Regions from separate parts of the Sus scrofa genome. Here region 2 is linked to region 1. Evidence: chromatin contacts called from public promoter capture Hi-C data. All regions are on one chromosome and are shown on one strand. The core of a region is the stretch at or near the end of the contact, and the rest is flanking DNA. Distances in the headings are between cores, read along the strand shown. Region 1 holds the start of LTBP2 (latent-transforming growth factor beta-binding protein 2). Region 2 holds the start of DLST (dihydrolipoamide S-succinyltransferase).

Region 1 (4,685 bases), core at 783-3,282:
TGAGGGTCCTTAACTGGGGCTGCAGGTTGCTGGGCAGCCTCCCCCACGCTGCGAGGGTGCCCCCGGAGGGCAGTTGCTGGCGCCCCCCAGGGAGAGGGAAAAATGCAAATCGCAGAGTGGGCAGGGAGACTCAGCCCTGAAAAGCGTGAGAGTCGCGCGGACACCGAGCGGTATAGGCGCACACACAAACCCCACGTACCCGCAGTGTCTCAGCCATATCGGGGGCTCCTGCCCGCGAGCCTACCCCCACTTCCAGCCCAGCCATCCGCGGGCTCAGGCGGATCTGTGCCCCAATCCATACTCTTGTCCCCAAGAGCAGACTTCGTTGACAGCACCCTTCCTGGAGATGCATCTGCCTTCGCACTCCGGAGCCTCAACATCCTCCACCTACCCGCGCTCTGAGCCCACTCGGCTTCCCCTGGGCCTCAAGCCCTGGAACGTCTACCCTCCTGCCCCCTCTCGCCTCCCTTTCGGATCCCTGCATCGTTGCGGGCGTCTTCAGGCACCGGTTAGAGGCGGGCTGAGGGAGGGCGGGAGAACGCACCCACTCCTTGGGTAAGGATTTAACGTCGGGTCACCACGAGCTGGTACGAAAGGGTACGGATGGTGTTTTTCTTTGAAAGCGGGTCAGATCGAGCCCAACTTTGGGACCTCGGTCTGTTTCCCTGCAGTACTAAGGAGAGAGGGACGAAGGGCGGAGCCGGGCGCCCTCTCCTCTCGCCTGCACATCCCTCCACGAAAGAGCGCACGGGAGACTGGCCCTCGCTCCCTTTAGCCCCCATGCTTCCCTCTCCAATGCTCACCCCGTAAGCCGCCCTCGCGCAGCTCGCGGCCGCTGAACCGTCCCGAGGCGCGGGAGAGCTGCGGCAGCCCGGTCCCGGGATGCCGGCTGCTGCTGGCTCAAGGAACGGCTTCTCCAGGTCTGCGCAGGTGGCTGGACTCGACGCGGCTGCTGCGCGCGGGGCGGCCTCCTGGCCTCGGTCTCGGCGGGCCTCCTGGCGCTGCCCCAGCCAGGCTGGGCCCGCTCCTCGGGCGGCAAACCCGGGACCGACGCGTCCTGATCCCGGAACAGACCGTACACCTTGGCTGCAGCCGCTGCGGGGTGGCTGCCCCCGGGGCGCCGCAGCCGATTCGCGTCCCTGCCAGCCGGCTCGTATCTTCCCACCGGGTCCCTCTGAGCATGACCCAAGCCCACGAAGAGAGCCAGGGTGAGCGGCAGGAAGCTCCTCCAGGGGTTCCTCAGGGCGCGCCCGGGGCAGCGGCGGGTGGTCGAGGGCCTCATGGCGCCTGGGCGGCTGCAGAGCGGTGCGCACGGGGAACAGCCCAGGGGCTAGCTGTCGGTGCGCCAGGCCGCCAGCGGGCTGCGCTCCGGACCCCACCGGGTGGCCCGCCTTTCCCCGTCTAGGGCCCCCGAGTCAGACTACGGGCCGGGCTCTCTCTGGAGCGAGGGCCTGGCGGCGGGAGCGGCCCGGGGCTGCGCGCCCTGAGCCCAGCGATCGCGCTCTGTCTCCAGCTGCGCGCGCACTGCTGTTGCACCTTCGCGCCTTCTCCCAGTCACTGTAGCCTTCTGAAGGGGAATCGGAGCGTTTTATTTTTGGAAACCTCCCCCTGACTTTTCGTCTCTTTTATCCACACCATGCCCCCTCCTCGGAGGGACAGCTCAGCCCCCTCATTACGGGAGAGGGAGAGAGGAATTCCAGCAACACCCACTTTGGCACCGGGAAGCGAGCGGGCGGCGAGGGGGGTTAACCCGTGAGGAACTGGGGGCGGCGCAGGGCGGACCAAGGTCTGGTAGGGGAAATGACGCCTGCTGGGACAGGGGCAGCCCCGAGCCACCTTTCTCCTGTCCTGGGCAGGCTAAACTGCTGACCTGTCCAGAATTCATCTCCAGCCCCTGACCTCAGGGACAAACGCCGGGTTGGATGACCCAAGGCTACAGCCTCGAACGTCTGAAGGATATCAGGAGAGGTGCCAAGACGGCATGATAGACAGGCTCCGAAGGATGGGCCCCGGGTCCTTCGTTTTCCTCCCGGGCCACTGGGGGCGTCGGCCAGGGGTGCCTCTAGGGCTGGGGCAGCGCGAGGCCGCTCGCCTCCCTCCGCAGTGGTGGGACGCGGGCGCGCTGGAAGGTCGCCTGGAGGGAGCGCGCCCTCTGGTGGACTTGGCGGCGTCTTAGCCGTCCTGCGTCTTGTAGAGACCTGCCGCTGCCAGCCGCCTTCCTTCCTTGATCTTAATCCCTTTCCTGTTTGCGTCAGGGTCGAGCCCAGGCCTGAGGCGTTGACAGAACCTGCAAGAGGTGTCCTCTTTTTCACGGAGGAAAAAAACATGGAAGACCTGGAATAAGGTCACTCAAGGAGACAGCGTGTGTCCAAGAGGCGAATGAAATGCAGGTGCCTCCTGCCTGGGGCTCAGAGGTCCATTCCCTAGACTCCCATTCAACCCCTCACTCCCTACGGATTGGATGAGCCTCTGATGGATCCAGGGTGTGTGCTCAACTCCTTGTGCTGGCAGGGAGAGGGCAGGGCTGCTAGAATGCCAATGGCCACCCATCTTAGTACCACTCAAGAGTGAGCTCACTATGTACACACATGGTCCCCTGCCCTAAAGTCTAAAGGCCTGGCAACCATGGCTGTCCCAGCCCCCTGCAGCCTATGGGCTTCCTAGAGAGGCAGGGGGATGGAGCAGGCAGGAAGGCACCAGTTTATAACTTTCCATACAAAGGGCCGACTCAATTAATGCTTCATGCTGAAATACAACCTCAACTCCTGACCTTGGCCTCCAAAGCCCTGTAGGACTGCCCACCTCTCAGATCTATCTCTCCTCTTGTGGGGCACCCACCGCAATGCAGCTGCCCTGGCGTCCTCTCTGCTCCTGGAACAAGCCACGTTGATGCCCGCTCCTTCTCCCTGGGAACACTCATCGCCAAGATGTTTTACAGGACCAGCTCCTCATCATCATTTCACCTCTCAGCTCCAACTTCACCGCCTGGAGTGGCCACCCCTGACCCCTCCAACGCAGAGCAGCCTTCCCACTCCCAAGTCATCACTTTCTAGTCCATCACCCTGGTTCAGCTTCACTGCTCTAGACTAGTTGAAATTCTCCTATTTGTTTACCCGTGTAACTGACTTGTTGAATGGGCTGAACCTGAAGAGGGGCAATCAGGAAGCAGCTCTGTGGTTCTCCCCTCACTGCCTTCAGCCACATTATGGTGAATTTCTCTTCTCCACCCTTAATGACATCTCAAGCAGAGTCCTTGGCTTGCCCATCCCCTCCAGTCACAAGAACAGTTTCATGTCTATAATTAAGACCAATTTCCAGGCTCTAAAAAGTCTGGTCCTGTCCAAATCAAAACCTCATCCAATTGAATCAAATCTTGTATCCAGCTGAATACCCCTCCTCTCCCTCCACCGGGCCTGTCCCCTGGCTCCAGACCTTGTCGTGGGGAACGTAGGGTGTGGTCTGATTTTCTGACTTTCCTTTTCTGCCAAGACTTCTCTGTGTCAGGGTTGGGGGCAGATATTAGGGGGCAAGTGGCAAAGTTGTATGTGACAGGTGCCCTTGGCTGGCAGGTGCCAAGTGGTGGCTCTTTCATGGGTATACTTTTGGGTTCTTGGGATGCTCTCTGCAGGATCCCCACCCTGCATCACTTCAGCAAAGCACTCTCTGGACAACTTCCCTGTGTCCCCTACCACCCCATGGGACTTTCCATCCAAGCCAACAAACCAGTGGTGAGTTGGCTGCATCTCACGCTGGTGTAAGAGCCACTCCAGCCAGGCTCCAAAGTCAGGATTCTCCAGATAGGAAGTACACAAAAGTGCCTTCATTTATGTACATCTCCAATTCCTAAAGACATAGGTTGGGTTCTCCCAAGATCTTTCTTGCTGTGTTTTGGTGCATCAGAGGTGCTTGCAGCTTCCAGCACCTCAACTAGACTCAGTGGAGGCAGAATTATGGGGAGTCATGCTATTCTCATCTTCTTTGGAAGCTGCCAATATCTATACCTGGTCTTCTTAGGGCCCTGTTCACTTGGTTTGCATTGGGGAGCACCCTCTGGGGAAACCTCAGCCCTGCTTACTAATGCAATGGTCCTATAACTCAATGACTTCCTTCAATCCCATCCATTTGTAGCCTGGAATCCAGAGATGTGGCTGGGTAGTTGTTGAACTGGCTCTGCCTTTAATAAGATGCCTAGTACTTCTCTTTGGAATGTGAAAACATTTAGTTCTTGTTCTAGCCTTTGCAGCTTTAGCAGACGTTCAAAGACCATAGGAAAAATCCTGTTTGACCACCTCTAAAATTATTGCCTGACTTCCCAAACCGCAATGATAACTCAAAGGAATAGATAGCCCACCTGCCTGGCTTGCCGCTGTTTCCCCGGAACTTAGAACAGTGTGTGCATTTAATAGAGAGCCAAGAAACACATGTTCAATGGATGGCTGACTGAATGAATGACAGCTTTATCCCATTGGGTAGGGAAGGCTGGTATCCTCAGACCCATTTTCAGAGAGAAAAACTGAGTTCCTGGTGGTAGTTACTGGTCCAAGTTCATGTGCTTTGCTGCCTTTAGGGCTGGCCCTAAGGATCTTCTTGAATCCTACACCTTGCATTTGGGGACGAATGCCATCCCAGTTCCCAGAATGCCCAGTTCTCTCTCTGAGACACCGCTCCGTCACTGCTATGGGACA
Region 2 (4,685 bases), core at 684-3,183, 240 kb after region 1:
ACAGGATCAGATTTGCACTTCAAAAGCATCTTTGACACAGGTGTGGAGGATGAGTTAAAGAAAGTGAGTAGAAGCTCAGGTTAGTTGGGAAGCTTTCAAAATAATCCAGCCGAAGGATGCTAAAGACTTGATCAGGGGCAGCTGCAAGGCAAGGATGTTTTCTCTATTTTAAGCTAGGGCTTCTGCCCATCCCTCCAGAATTTCAGTGGAAGTGCTTTCAGAGTTTAGACGAGTGAAAGCACCATAAAATTCCCAAGGCCAGGCAAAATGACTCAGCTAACAAAACCACCATGAGTAGGCACCAAGTGGCTCATTCATTCGTTCATTCTTAATTAAATCAGAAGCTTATAGAACACGCTTTCTATTAGGAAGGTGAACTATAAAAGTGAATACTCAGGAGTTCCTACTGTGGCTTAGTGGTAACAAACCCGACTAGCATCCATGAGGTTGCAGGTTTGATCCCTGGCCCCGCTCATGGGATTGAGGATCTGGCATTGCTGTGAGCTGTGGTGTAGGCTGGCAGCTACAGCTCTGATTCAACCCCTAGTCTGGGAACCTCCATATGCCAGAACCTTCATGTGCTGCAGGTGCAGCCCTAAAAAGACAAAAAAAAAAAAAAAAAAAAAAAGAGTAGAGGGGGGTGCTATGTGTTTTCTTGGTTGTTCAACGCTGGGAGGCCCCAATTCAGCCCACAGATATTGATTGCACACCTAAACGATGTCAATCTCTGTTCCAAGTGTTGGGGATACATTATAGTTCAAAAACAAACTCATAGAGAAAGAAATCTGATTTGTGGTTACCAGTGATGGGGGAGGAGGGAGAATTGGATGAAGATATAAACTTATAAGATAAATAAGTACTAGGGATGTAATGTATTGCATGATAAACTCACCCTGCTGTATGCTATATATGAAAGTTTTTAAGAGGGTAAATCCTAAGAGTTCTCATCACATACAAATTTTTTTTGTTTTAAATTTCTTTAATTTTGTACTTACATGAAAGGATGGATGTTCACTAAACTTTTTGCGATAATCGCTTCACACACATACAGCAAATCATTACGCTGTATATCTTATACAATGCTACATGTCAATTATGTTTCAACAAAAATGTAATTTTTAAAAATTACTAGGAATACAGCAGTGAAAAAGACAGACACATTCTCTAATCTAATGGAATTTATTTTCTAGAGGTCGAGAGACAAATGAATGGCTTTCAAAATGCACAGGATGTATGGGGTACAGTTGGCTTGGCTGTAGAGAGTTTGAATAGGGGCTAGGGAAGATCAGGAGATGTGGATGCAGAAGTAGGGCTACTTGGTGAAGGTCTTCAGCTGGGTTAAAGGGTAATGGGTTAAAGGGTTCCTTGGGGTTGTTTCTTTGTTCCGAGGTTAGAAAGGGAAGTGATCACTGCTTTTTACTACTATTATTTTTTTAATAGTTGAGGAATTTGAGGCATAGGGAGGCAATGTCTCTTGTCTAAGGACACACAAGTGTAAGATCAGGCAGGCTTGTTTGTCAAAGTCCGAGTTAGAAGCCCTTGACGCCTTCCACTCTTTTCCAGCAGCGCTGCGGAAGAAGAGCAGGGTGTCCGGGGACCCAGGAGAGATGGGCGCCACGCTCAGAGACAGCTCTGCGGAAAGATCGGGGAGGGAAGGACCCCGGGGCGACCTGATCACGGGACAGTCATAGGTACCCTGCAGAGGATTTGTCCCGGCCGGAAGGCAGCGCAACTTGTTCCGGGGGAGCCTAGCCGCAGCGGGTTCACCCTGCGGGCACACCTGGGCTGAGGTTAGGGCAGCTGTGTTCTGCCCGTCGATTTTCCCCCCCGTTCGTCAGTGGTTCGTTCCGAACACCCCTCTCTGCGCTGCGGGTGCCGTGGTCCGCCCTGCTTCCGGTTGTTGCCGGGCTCTATATCCGGTGTCCGCCCGCCCTCGGCTCCGCCGCCGCCGCCGCCGCGATGCTGTCCCGGTCCCGCTGCGTGTCCCGGGCGTTCAGCCGTTCGCTTTCCGCCTTTCAGAAGGTACGGTCCGGCCGGGCTGGGGCCCCGGAGGGTGAAAAACTCTCCGGCAGGCGGACGGACGGCTCGGGGTCAGGGGCGTGGCGCGCCGGCGAGGCCGGGCACCAAGGGCATCGGGACGCGGAGGCCGCGGGCTGGGTGGCCGAGAGCCGCTGTTGCTCTCGGGTTCTTTTGCGGAGCCCAGTAGCCCCTCGCCTGCCCGAGGCAGGCAGCGCCTGGTCCCCTGCTGTACCCCACCCTCCGCGCGGGGCGGAGGAGCCGCGCCCGCTCCGACACGAGACTCAGAGTTGGGGAGGAGGCGCCACGGAATGCTCCGACGGGATCCAAGGGCCCGTTTCCTCTCTGTTAAAATCAGTGGGTATCAGCCCCGTTGGAAAGTTGAGATAGTTTGGCAGGCCCAGCGTGCTGACGGAGTGAGAGCACGCCTAGGCTGTTGCCATTAGCTTTCGGCGTCATGAGATTTCACCTGTCACCAGCACCGGGACAGCTTTGAGTCTGTATTTAAGAGAGAAAGCTGTTTCTTTCCTCTGGGTGACGTCGATAATGTCTTCTTTCTCCACAGGGGAACTGCCCTCTAGGGAGACGTTCCCTGCCTGGTAAGTTCTGCCCTTGCTGTCACCTAAAAATGCTCTCCTCCTGGGCAGAGCCGTATGTGAGGAAATGGGGTGCCTGTGTTTCTCCGCATGGTGTTCAGATAGATAGGAATGAAACAAGATGCTATTTAATAACAAACATCATTTATTCATTTAGCACATAGTTACTCAGTATCCGCAATGTGTCAGGCACTGTGCTAGGCACTCACTAGGGATTCATCAGTGAGTGGTTCTCCTTGTACTAGACCGTAGACCATACAGTCTAGTGGGAAGGACACGGTGTAAATTGTTAAACAAATGGACTATCGTGAATCTTGGTTAAATGCTGAGAAGGAAACAAATGAAGCAGGACACTAAAGCTGTGACCCACAGGATGTGACAGAGGCCAGGGTGATGAAGAGCAGGAGAGGGAAAAGGAATAGCAAGTGCAGAGTCCCTGAGGAAGTAAAGACCTTGGCAGTATTTCGTTACTGGAAAAAAAAAAAAGGTGATTTGACCAGAGCATTTTGGTTAAGGGAGAGAGTGCCATGAGGTAGAGTGCCACGAGGTATCGAGACTAGGAGAAAGAATTTTGGTTTTATCCCAATAGTTTTTTATACACATGATACAAATATTTGTTGAATGAGTTGATCGTATTATGGGCATTCTGTGTGCCAAGCATTGTTCTGAGTGCTTTCTGTACTTTTTTTCAGTTAATCATTAAAAAACAGTAAAAGAGAAATTTTCTTTATTTACGCATGTATCATTCAAGGCTAAGAGAGGTTAAGTGCTTTGACCAAGGTCACTTGGACAACTACTGGTCAAGCCAGGCCTACCTACTCTTCTGCTTGAACCCCTAACCCACCAGGTTATCATTTACTCATGCACTACATAAATTATTTATTAAAATGTCACTGCATGCCAGGCACTGTCCTAGGTGACAGGGATATAGATGGTCTCTACCCTCCAGGATCTTATGGGCTACCAGGAGAGACAACAAATACATGTTTATGCATATGGAAGGACATAATTACATTGTAACTACTATGAAAGAGAAGTGGAGTGTAATGAGAGGGTGGGATGAAGTAGCCAGCTTGGGAGGTGGAGAGTGCAGCGGTAATATCAGCAAAGGCTTCCCCCACAGGAGTGACATTTAAGCCAAGTCTTAAAGAATCCATAGGAGTTGGCTGAGAGAACGATATTCTAGGCAAAGGGGATTGCTTGTGCAAAGGTTTTCAGGCAGGAAGACTTGACTCGTCATAGAAATGGAAAGGAAGCCTGTCTGGGAGGGCTGGGCAGGAATGTGTAAAGTTTTTGGACTTTATTCTAAGAGCCATGAGGTCATAGGCACCTGGCACAATGTTAGCTCAGGACTCTCAGTAATAAACTTTTTAGTTTGGAATCCTGAAAAATGTCAGTAAAGGTTTTCTCCATTTTAGAGACTAGCAGGACAATGGGAAGAGCTTTGTATTTGGGGTTTACATTGTGGTTCAGCACTTCTCCTTGGGCTCGTCACTTAACCTCCAGAAGCCTTTCTTATGTATGAAATGGGGATCATGGCAGATGGTTGTTCCGCTTCAGGGAGCTGTGAGGCGAAAATCAAAATGAGGTCATTATGTGAAGGATTTTTATCAACTCCAAAGCACTGTACAAATGAAACTTGCTATAAGATGAATTCTGAGTTGGACTTAGGATTCCAGAAGTTGGTATGGGCTGGCTGTTCTAGCTCAAATACATGCTATGCTTGGGGTTTTTACTGCATAGTCATTGGCTACTGGACATGGAGGTGGGCACAAGAGAGAATTGTCTCCCGTTCAGTGGCTCCTGTGCCCATGGTTCAGAAAGAGTTATTAATAGATCTGAAAAAGTAAGACCCAGGAGAGAATATATTCAGGTGAAGCAGATAGAGTGATTAGTTATTGAGGAAATGCAGTCATCTGTGCTAAGGACAGTTGGTGGGGCAGAGAGGAGCTCCCACCTTGTTGAGTGTGACCAGAGTGGAAGGTCTCAGGGAGGGGGGAAGACAAAACACTGAAAGAAGGGATAATGATTTGCTCAGTCCTAGAACCAGCTGGAGTCCTTGGGCCTAAAGTA

Evidence for each region. Promoter capture Hi-C pulls out the DNA fragments that hold promoters and counts their contacts.
Region 2: a contact with region 1 is called in a promoter capture Hi-C map of fetal liver, with 2.5 times the contacts expected there. The contact joins the promoter of DLST here to the promoter of LTBP2 in region 1. A contact is called at or near these places in 2 of 5 promoter capture datasets (fetal liver and liver) and 1 of 47 Hi-C or Micro-C datasets (embryonic fibroblasts).

What each region holds. Positions count from the first base shown.
Region 1 is chr7:97,850,816-97,855,500 of Sscrofa11.1, forward strand. It overlaps LTBP2 (latent-transforming growth factor beta-binding protein 2), which reads right to left and starts at 2,033. Exons shown (of 34, transcript XM_021099520.1): 1 at 804-2,033. The coding sequence starts at 1,282.
Region 2 is chr7:98,089,228-98,093,912 of Sscrofa11.1, forward strand. DLST (dihydrolipoamide S-succinyltransferase) reads left to right here and starts at 1,934. Exons shown (of 15, transcript NM_214397.1): 1 at 1,934-2,022; 2 at 2,582-2,615. The coding sequence starts at 1,960.